Linked DNA regions of Sus scrofa: region 1 is linked to region 2. A link is a contact called in public HiChIP or PLAC-seq data. All regions are on one chromosome and are shown on one strand. Each heading gives the region's core, a stretch centred on a gene start, on an enhancer-like site or on the middle of the called end of the contact. The rest is flanking DNA. Distances are from core to core; before and after follow the strand shown. Region 1 holds the start of HEXB (hexosaminidase subunit beta). Region 2 holds the start of UTP15 (UTP15, small subunit processome component).

Region 1 (3,543 bases), core at 608-3,107, 1.0 Mb after region 2:
AAGAAAGACAGCTGGGGAATTTATAGCCAGCGAGCAGACAGGAGGGTGGTCAGTGAATGAAGCCTTATGAAGGAGACATCAAACTAGGGTAGGTTCTTGCCAAACCAGCTTAATAGGGTGCTTGCTGAAGGAGGCCAGGGTGATTGGATACCAAGGGTGGTGGGCTTCTTATCAGGATTCTTGCTAGAACTGGGTTGTGTTAGTGCAGAAGAGGGCTTAGGGGAGCCTGACTAAAGTTTGGTAAAGGGGAACCTCTTTGTCAGTGTAGACACTAGGCTGCACTCGTTCTCTTTCCCTTCCCTACTTCGCTAACACCTTAGATCAGGCTGTGAAGGAGGAAAATGCTCGGTGGATTCAGGTCACTGAAGGCCAGGGTGCTGGAACAGGGTAATCAAAGGGAACAGGGAAGTGATGTAGTCAGAGAGCTGGGCAGATGCCAGATTCTGCCATACCATGTAGATCAGGTTAAGGAACTTGTATTTTTTCCTGGGGACAGTGGGAAAGAAGCCTTTGACATGTATTGAGTAAGGAAGTGGCAAGGCCTAGTTTATGCTTTACGAGGAAGACTTTGGCAGCTGAGTTTTCACGCTGTTTGAGGTAGGGGTGAGGTCGGTAGAATATGCAATAGGTGGGAAGATCTTTCCAGGCCAATACCTAAAGGTCTCCTCATTCTTTTATAATTTCTGGGGGAAACTCAGGGTCAGGAGGGGTTTTATTAACATTGGCAACAAAGAAATGAAAGATCTAGGAGTTCCTGTTGTGGCGCAGCGGAAATGAATCCAACTAGGAACCCATGAGGTTGCAGGTTCGATCTCTGGCCTCACTCAGTGGCTTAGGGATCGGGCATTGCTGTGAGCTGTGGTGTAGGTCGCAGACATGGCTTGAATCTGTCTTTGCTGTGGCTGTGGTGTAGGCCAGCTGCTATAGCTCCAGTTGGACCCCTAGCCTGGGAACTTCCATATGCTGCAAGTGTGGCCTAAAAAGACAAAAAAAAAAAAAAAAAAAAAAAAGATCTAGGAAGTTACATAACAAGAAATAAGAAAGCCCATGTAGACCTCAGGGACAAGCATAAAACAACTTTATAAATTACGATATTATTTCTAAATTGAAAGATTCACTATTGCACATTCTCTCACAGAGTATCTTCTGCCTAACGTGTGTGTACGTGTGTGTGTGTGTGTGTCCGTCCCCCGTCCTTTTCTAGGGCTGCACATGTGGCATATGGAGGTTCCCAGGCCAGGGGTCTAATCAGAGCTGTAGCCACTGGCCTACACCACAACCACAGCAAGGCAGGATCCCAGCCGCTTCTGCAACCTACACCACAGCTCATGGCAACGCTGGATCCTTAACCCACTGAGTGAGGCCAGGGATCGAACCCAAAACCTCATGGTTCCTAGTCGGATTCGTTAACCACTGAGCCACGATAACTCCTCTTCTGCCTAATTTTTAACTTCCCATCTGTTCAAAACTCTGCCGTAAGGCGTTGTGATGGGAAGCTTTAATAATTAGAGGTGAACTGTGTTATAGAAAAGTCCAGACTGTGGGGCAAATAACCACGCAGGTTATCTGGTGGTAGGGTGGGAGGAAGTTGGATGTTCTGTGGCGGGCACTCTCCAGTTTCACGAGGCCAGTGTCCCAAAGAAGAGCCCGACTGCTGCAAGCCGGAGGGCGGTCAGCATCCAGCTCTGCGCCTGGAGGAAGGAAGCCGGCTGGGGGTGAGTGGAGAGGGGAGCCAGAGACTGGCGCCGGCCCCTGAGGCGGTCCCACTGGCTTGGAGGCGTAGCCAGGGCGGAGCGGTGCCCCAGGGGCGGCCTCACTGGCCTGGGGGCGGTAGCGGGGCGGGGCGCACAGTCAGCTGATTCCGTGACTTGCGCCCTCCAAGCTCCCTCCTTCCCGTCTGGGGGTGGGAAGTAGGTACCGAGCCAGCCCCGGCAGACAGCGGTAGGATGGCTATGGAGCGCCACGGATGGAGGTGGCTACCCGGCCTCCTGGCGCTGCTGGCGGCTCTGGTGGTGCCGAAAGGGTGGGCCAGGGACACCTCTGGCGCGGAGAGCCTGGGTCTGTGGCCCTTGCCCTTTGCCGTGGATATATCCCCGCGCTCGCTTCACCTCTCTCCCAACAACTTTTTCTTCGGCCACAGCCCCACTTCCAAAGCCGGCTCCTCCTGCGAAATCCTTCAGGAAGCGTTTCGGCGGTGAGCCCTCCTGACGGGCAGACGGGCGTGGAGGGAACCCCGGGGGGACCCCAGGACGGGGGTGCGGTGGGACTACCCCGGGACTCAGTGCAGGCGCGGGGCGAGTGGAGGAACGTTGGAGCTCCTCTTTATCACTCGCACAGTCTCGGAGCCGGCCAGTGATCTGACCAAAGTTACAGGTCTAGAAGAGAGCAGAGCCGGCTCGAACCTACACGGACTGAAACCCAGGCTCTATACCCTTCCCCTCCTGCCTCCTAAGGGACTTCCTTCCTGGTGCTCTGGAGTCCTGGTTTGCACTGGGGATACTGAATGGAAAGAGTAGGTTGGTCAGAGTCTGTAGCCCCGACCCCGTGGGAGGGGAGACTGGGGTGGATGGAGAGGAAGGAGGGAGATGGCATTTTATTTGAAGGGAGTTCTAGGAGGAAGTTGAGTGCTTAAAGCTTGGGGTTCCCCAAAGTTGCTTGCAAGTTGCTATACCGTCTCCACCTCCGCGCGCCCCGCCCCGCCAGTCAGCTAACAATTCAGATGGCAGAAAATCCTCAGGTTGGGGCGCTGCTGGAAACTTGGCTTCCCTTCCAAATTCTCTATTCAGGCAAAATGTTGGATATTTTCACCTAACTACTTTGATATGGTCCCTGCAGTATCTCCTTCTCTTTTTCGTTTTCCAGAACCATTGGTGTTCTTTTCTCCCAGCTTCCTGTTTAGTTCTTGAGCATCTCAAGATTTCCAAAGCCCTCATATCTGCAGCCTCTTTGGCCATGGGGTGAACAGTGTAGTGAGGAGGCAGCCCAGAGCGCTAGCTTGTTTTTAATTGAAATATAGTTGATTTACAGTGTTGTGCCATAGCGCTAATTTTGTTGACTACACCATGCACAAGGCAGATTGCACTTCAGAAGCTATTTCACCATGCCACCTGCTGTGCCCTCACTCTGAGACCTGCCTGGGCAGGACTGTCCTGAAGGTTTGTGGTACCCTGAGGCTTATAAATTGATGCTGACCCTTTCTTCCCTCGGATTTTGGCCTCTGGTCCTTGTAGTCATTGTAGCTTAATTGTGCCTGCAGAATACAGGCAGCTGATGGGAAAATGCAAAACGAGTTTAATAGCACCTGCTGGTCCCAGGTGGGCCTGGAGCTTAGGCGGGGAGACTCAAGATGGTGATGGCAGAGGTGGTTTTTCTCCTTCAGTTGTGTACATTGTTAGTCTCATTTCAGATGCATACTGTAAGAAGCCTTTGATGTTGAATCTGCTAACGTGTCAGGACTAGAATTTGGGTGAAGAAGTCAAATCTAGGCATTTGGTTGCCTTGGGCTATTGAGGAGGAAAAAGTCCCTGAAGGTCATCTAGTGGA
Region 2 (3,419 bases), core at 364-2,863:
AAAGTCAATACACCTTAGTACAAGGTAGGAAGGAAACCTGAACAGAAAATGAATTGTAATTCAAACGGAAGTGGAGGTGTAACGCTGAGGTCTTTAAAAGGATATTAAAAGATATGAACTGTGATTTCTGGGAGGCACCATCTCCCAGCGACTCTTATCCAGAGCTGGGTAAAGGGCATCTCCTTAAGTTCTCTCAGCACCCTGTACATATTTTAGCATTTATCATTCTCTTGGAAATTTTCATTTCCAGTCCCAATAAATTGAAAACTCCTCTAGGATAGGGGCCCAAGCTTACTAATCTCTGCACACAAAACAGTGCTTGGTTCTATTCGGTGCTCCATAAATATTTCGTGATCTGTAACTTAACAAAGTTTCACATTCTTTTCTATCCTGAAATGGGCCTGCAAGATGCTCAACAAATACCAGTTGATTAGATCTGGCTTTCCATGCCCAACGTCACTACCAACTAGAAATGCAACCCTGGAAAAATAAATCATATACGTTTTCTGAGACCCATTTTATTCAGATAAGATGAAGATGATTGGAATGGACATCTTTAACGTTCTTTCCAGTTCTAAACATCTTCCATGTTACACATGATAGTTTATAGATGAAATTACCGGTCTTTGAGGGAGAAAGAGCAAATGTACTTGGGGAGGAGGGAATGGAAATAGAACGCTTACCTTAACAGCACTACTCTAGAGAAGAGGAGCAAAGTTGACTCCTTAAATCATAATTTTTAAGTACAAGAGAAGGGAGGGTGGAGATGATAGAGAAGAGGAGGCGGTGAGAAAAAGAGGTAAGACCACAGATAGCTACGATCACCTCAATCCGTCGGAGCCCAGGGCTAAGGGGAGAAAGACTAACGAAATGAAAGGGCCAACTGGGTTAGTCCACAGTGGGCGCTAACAACAGGAGTCCCCCCACCGCCCCGCCTCGGTTCTTCCTCATCCTGGAACTGTCCCACAAGGAAAGGAAGGAGCTATGAAAATGAATGATGCCTCACAGGCGACAGGTGCCCCGGCGTCCCGGGACAGGAACCCGCTGGAAGGGAGACTTTTGTAGGGAGGGATGTCCGCTCTGTCGCCACCCGCCAGCTCTGCCCGAAACGTCCCAGCGCTGTTCCGGTACGGTGGGCAGAAACTCGAGCTCAACCGCTGCGGGCTGGTCCCAGGGACAGGCGCAGGAGGCCGATCAGGTGGGAGCACAGGGCCTGGCGAACACCTTCGACAGCCGACAGCGAGTGCGAATGGGGCCTTTTCATCTGCGGCCACAGATTCAGGGCAGGCCCCCCAAGCCTCGGCTTGTTTTGGCTGCGACGTCACTTCCTATTGCTTCTTCGGCTTTCCGGCCAAAAAACGTTCCGCATCGCTGCAGCCCAGAGAACTTCCCGTTTTTTTTTCCCGCCGCTGCACTAGGCAGTCCTTAACTACCCCAGTGCTAGAGAGACAACATCGCTTCAGCCACAGCTCTAGGTCACTAGCACCAGGCCTCAGCCTCGCCCTCCGGCCCCGCCTCCTCCTCCTCGCCGCCCCTCCCATCTCACCCGCCCCTGCGTCACCCGGGCTGCGTGCATTTCGTGAGCCTGCGCCGTTACGTCATCTTCGTGAGACACGCCGGGCTGTTCTGTTCGCGGTGTGTTTCGGCAGCACCCCGAAGGGTCCGCGTGATCTTCCGCAAGTGCTCCGGTATAGTCCAGGGAGGGGGCTGGCGGAGTCCGGGAAATTCTCCTGGAGGCCAGGGTGTCTCAGCGGACCGTCGGGGCCCTTCGGAGGTAGGTGAAGCCGGTTTTCAATGAGGGTAGCTCACACTCAACATCAGGCCTTCCTTGGTATCATAGCATGCTGCTCTGGAGCTTGCTAGTCTGCGCGGAATGGCTGAGCTTAATCAGCCTCTCAGGATCCCCGCAGTTTAGCTTCGACCTGGATTTTCCTCCTCTGCAATAACCACTCTCCTACTGTTCATTTTTATTAGTCCCTGGAGTAATCCACACCCTTTAAGGCAGTGGGCAGAATTACGTCTCTGTCTTGACTGATGAGCTTCCCAGCTACTGGTGCCCGCCCTCTTCCCCGTGGCCTTTGCTCCCGCCTTAAGTGCTTAATGAGTTTTAATATTATATTTAAAGGCTCAGCTGAAACACATATTTTGAATCTCTTTGGGAATCCAGTTAGAGTTAAAAAATCTCTTCTGAGCGCTCAGTTCCCTATACGTTACTTAGAGCATATATTTGATGTTCTTCACTGTGTTGTTGTAGTACCTGTTTTTCATTTAGTCTGTTTCTCAGGTTCTAACCTATCCCTGATCACTTTCTTCCTGTTCATTTTCACATCATTTCTTGACTCCATGCGTTTGCGCTGTCTCGCTCCCCCTGCCCTGTCTCTAATGCTGTTCCTCACTTTAATCTGACAACCACTGCTACTGCTCCCCACTTTTTCTTTCTAAAGCTTTAAACTATTTCTTTCAAAGCAGAGTTATGTACTCTTTTGCCTATACAGTTGACTCGAACATTGCGGGTGAGGGGGAGATTTAGGGGCCCTGATCTTCCCCGGAGGGATAACGGTGAGTGAGCCCGCATATGCGGGTTCCTCCTTATCTAGGTTCCTCCATATCCTGTTGTTTGCTCGTGGATTCAACCAATCGAGAATCCTGTAGTATTGTAGTAGTTACTATTGTAAATACTACAAATCTGCCTGTAAGCCGACATGCATAACTCAGACTGTGTTCAAGTGTCAGCAAAGGCCCACTAGTTGGATGTGGCACAGTGTTTTTGGATAGTCAGTAAGCCAAGACTGATTTTTTTTTATAGAGGAATATCTGCAGTCTCTTCGATGATAGGAAACACTAACTTTGAGCCAAAGTAAATGAAATGTTATCCCCCTCCTCCAAAGAATCCCATTCCTTTCATTCGTAAACCAAATAATGTACTCATAATTATTTGCAGGAGTGGGGGTTCATTAGTTAAAAAGGGCAGGGGATTCTTTTTTGCTATGTAAATAACTACATGATATTCTCCATTTTACCTGTTGGCCTGCAAAGGCTAAATTTTTTTTTGGCCTTTTGCAGAAGAAGTTTGTGGAATTGTACTCTATAGCAATGTTCATGTAATGGATACCACTTGTCATTTTAATTTTGTTTCCCATATAATCCAGCACAGTGCTCCCTTTCCTTCTACAAATATTCTTTGAGCACTTGTTTTTAATCTTCAGTACATGAAATGTTTAGTGTAATGGAGAAAAGAGTTCATTACAATGCAATGTGATTATGTGCATTGACAGAAATGCCCGGTCAAGTAGGATTATAGAAGACAAGCCCCTGACCCTGCTTAGGAGGGGGATGGAAGATGTGATGCTTGAGTTGACCTTTAAATGATAAATGGGAGGTAGGTAGAAAGAGGTCATTCCTGCCAGAGAGGACAAATG

Evidence for each region. HiChIP or PLAC-seq counts read pairs in DNA pulled down with a chosen protein or histone mark.
Region 1: a contact with region 2 is called in an H3K27ac HiChIP or PLAC-seq map of alveolar macrophages. The contact joins the promoter of HEXB here to the promoter of UTP15 in region 2. A contact is called at or near these places in 1 of 47 Hi-C or Micro-C datasets (epiblast stem cells) and 2 of 2 datasets of contacts at active chromatin or transcription factors (alveolar macrophages and skeletal muscle).

What each region holds. Positions count from the first base shown.
Region 1 is chr2:83,743,406-83,746,948 of Sscrofa11.1, forward strand. HEXB (hexosaminidase subunit beta) reads left to right here and starts at 1,858. Exons shown (of 14, transcript NM_213921.2): 1 at 1,858-2,194. The coding sequence starts at 1,947.
Region 2 is chr2:82,713,798-82,717,216 of Sscrofa11.1, forward strand. UTP15 (UTP15, small subunit processome component) reads left to right here and starts at 1,614. Exons shown (of 13, transcript NM_001243205.1): 1 at 1,614-1,774. It overlaps ANKRA2 (ankyrin repeat family A protein 2), which reads right to left and starts at 1,543. Exons shown (of 9, transcript XM_003123692.6): 1 at 1,007-1,543.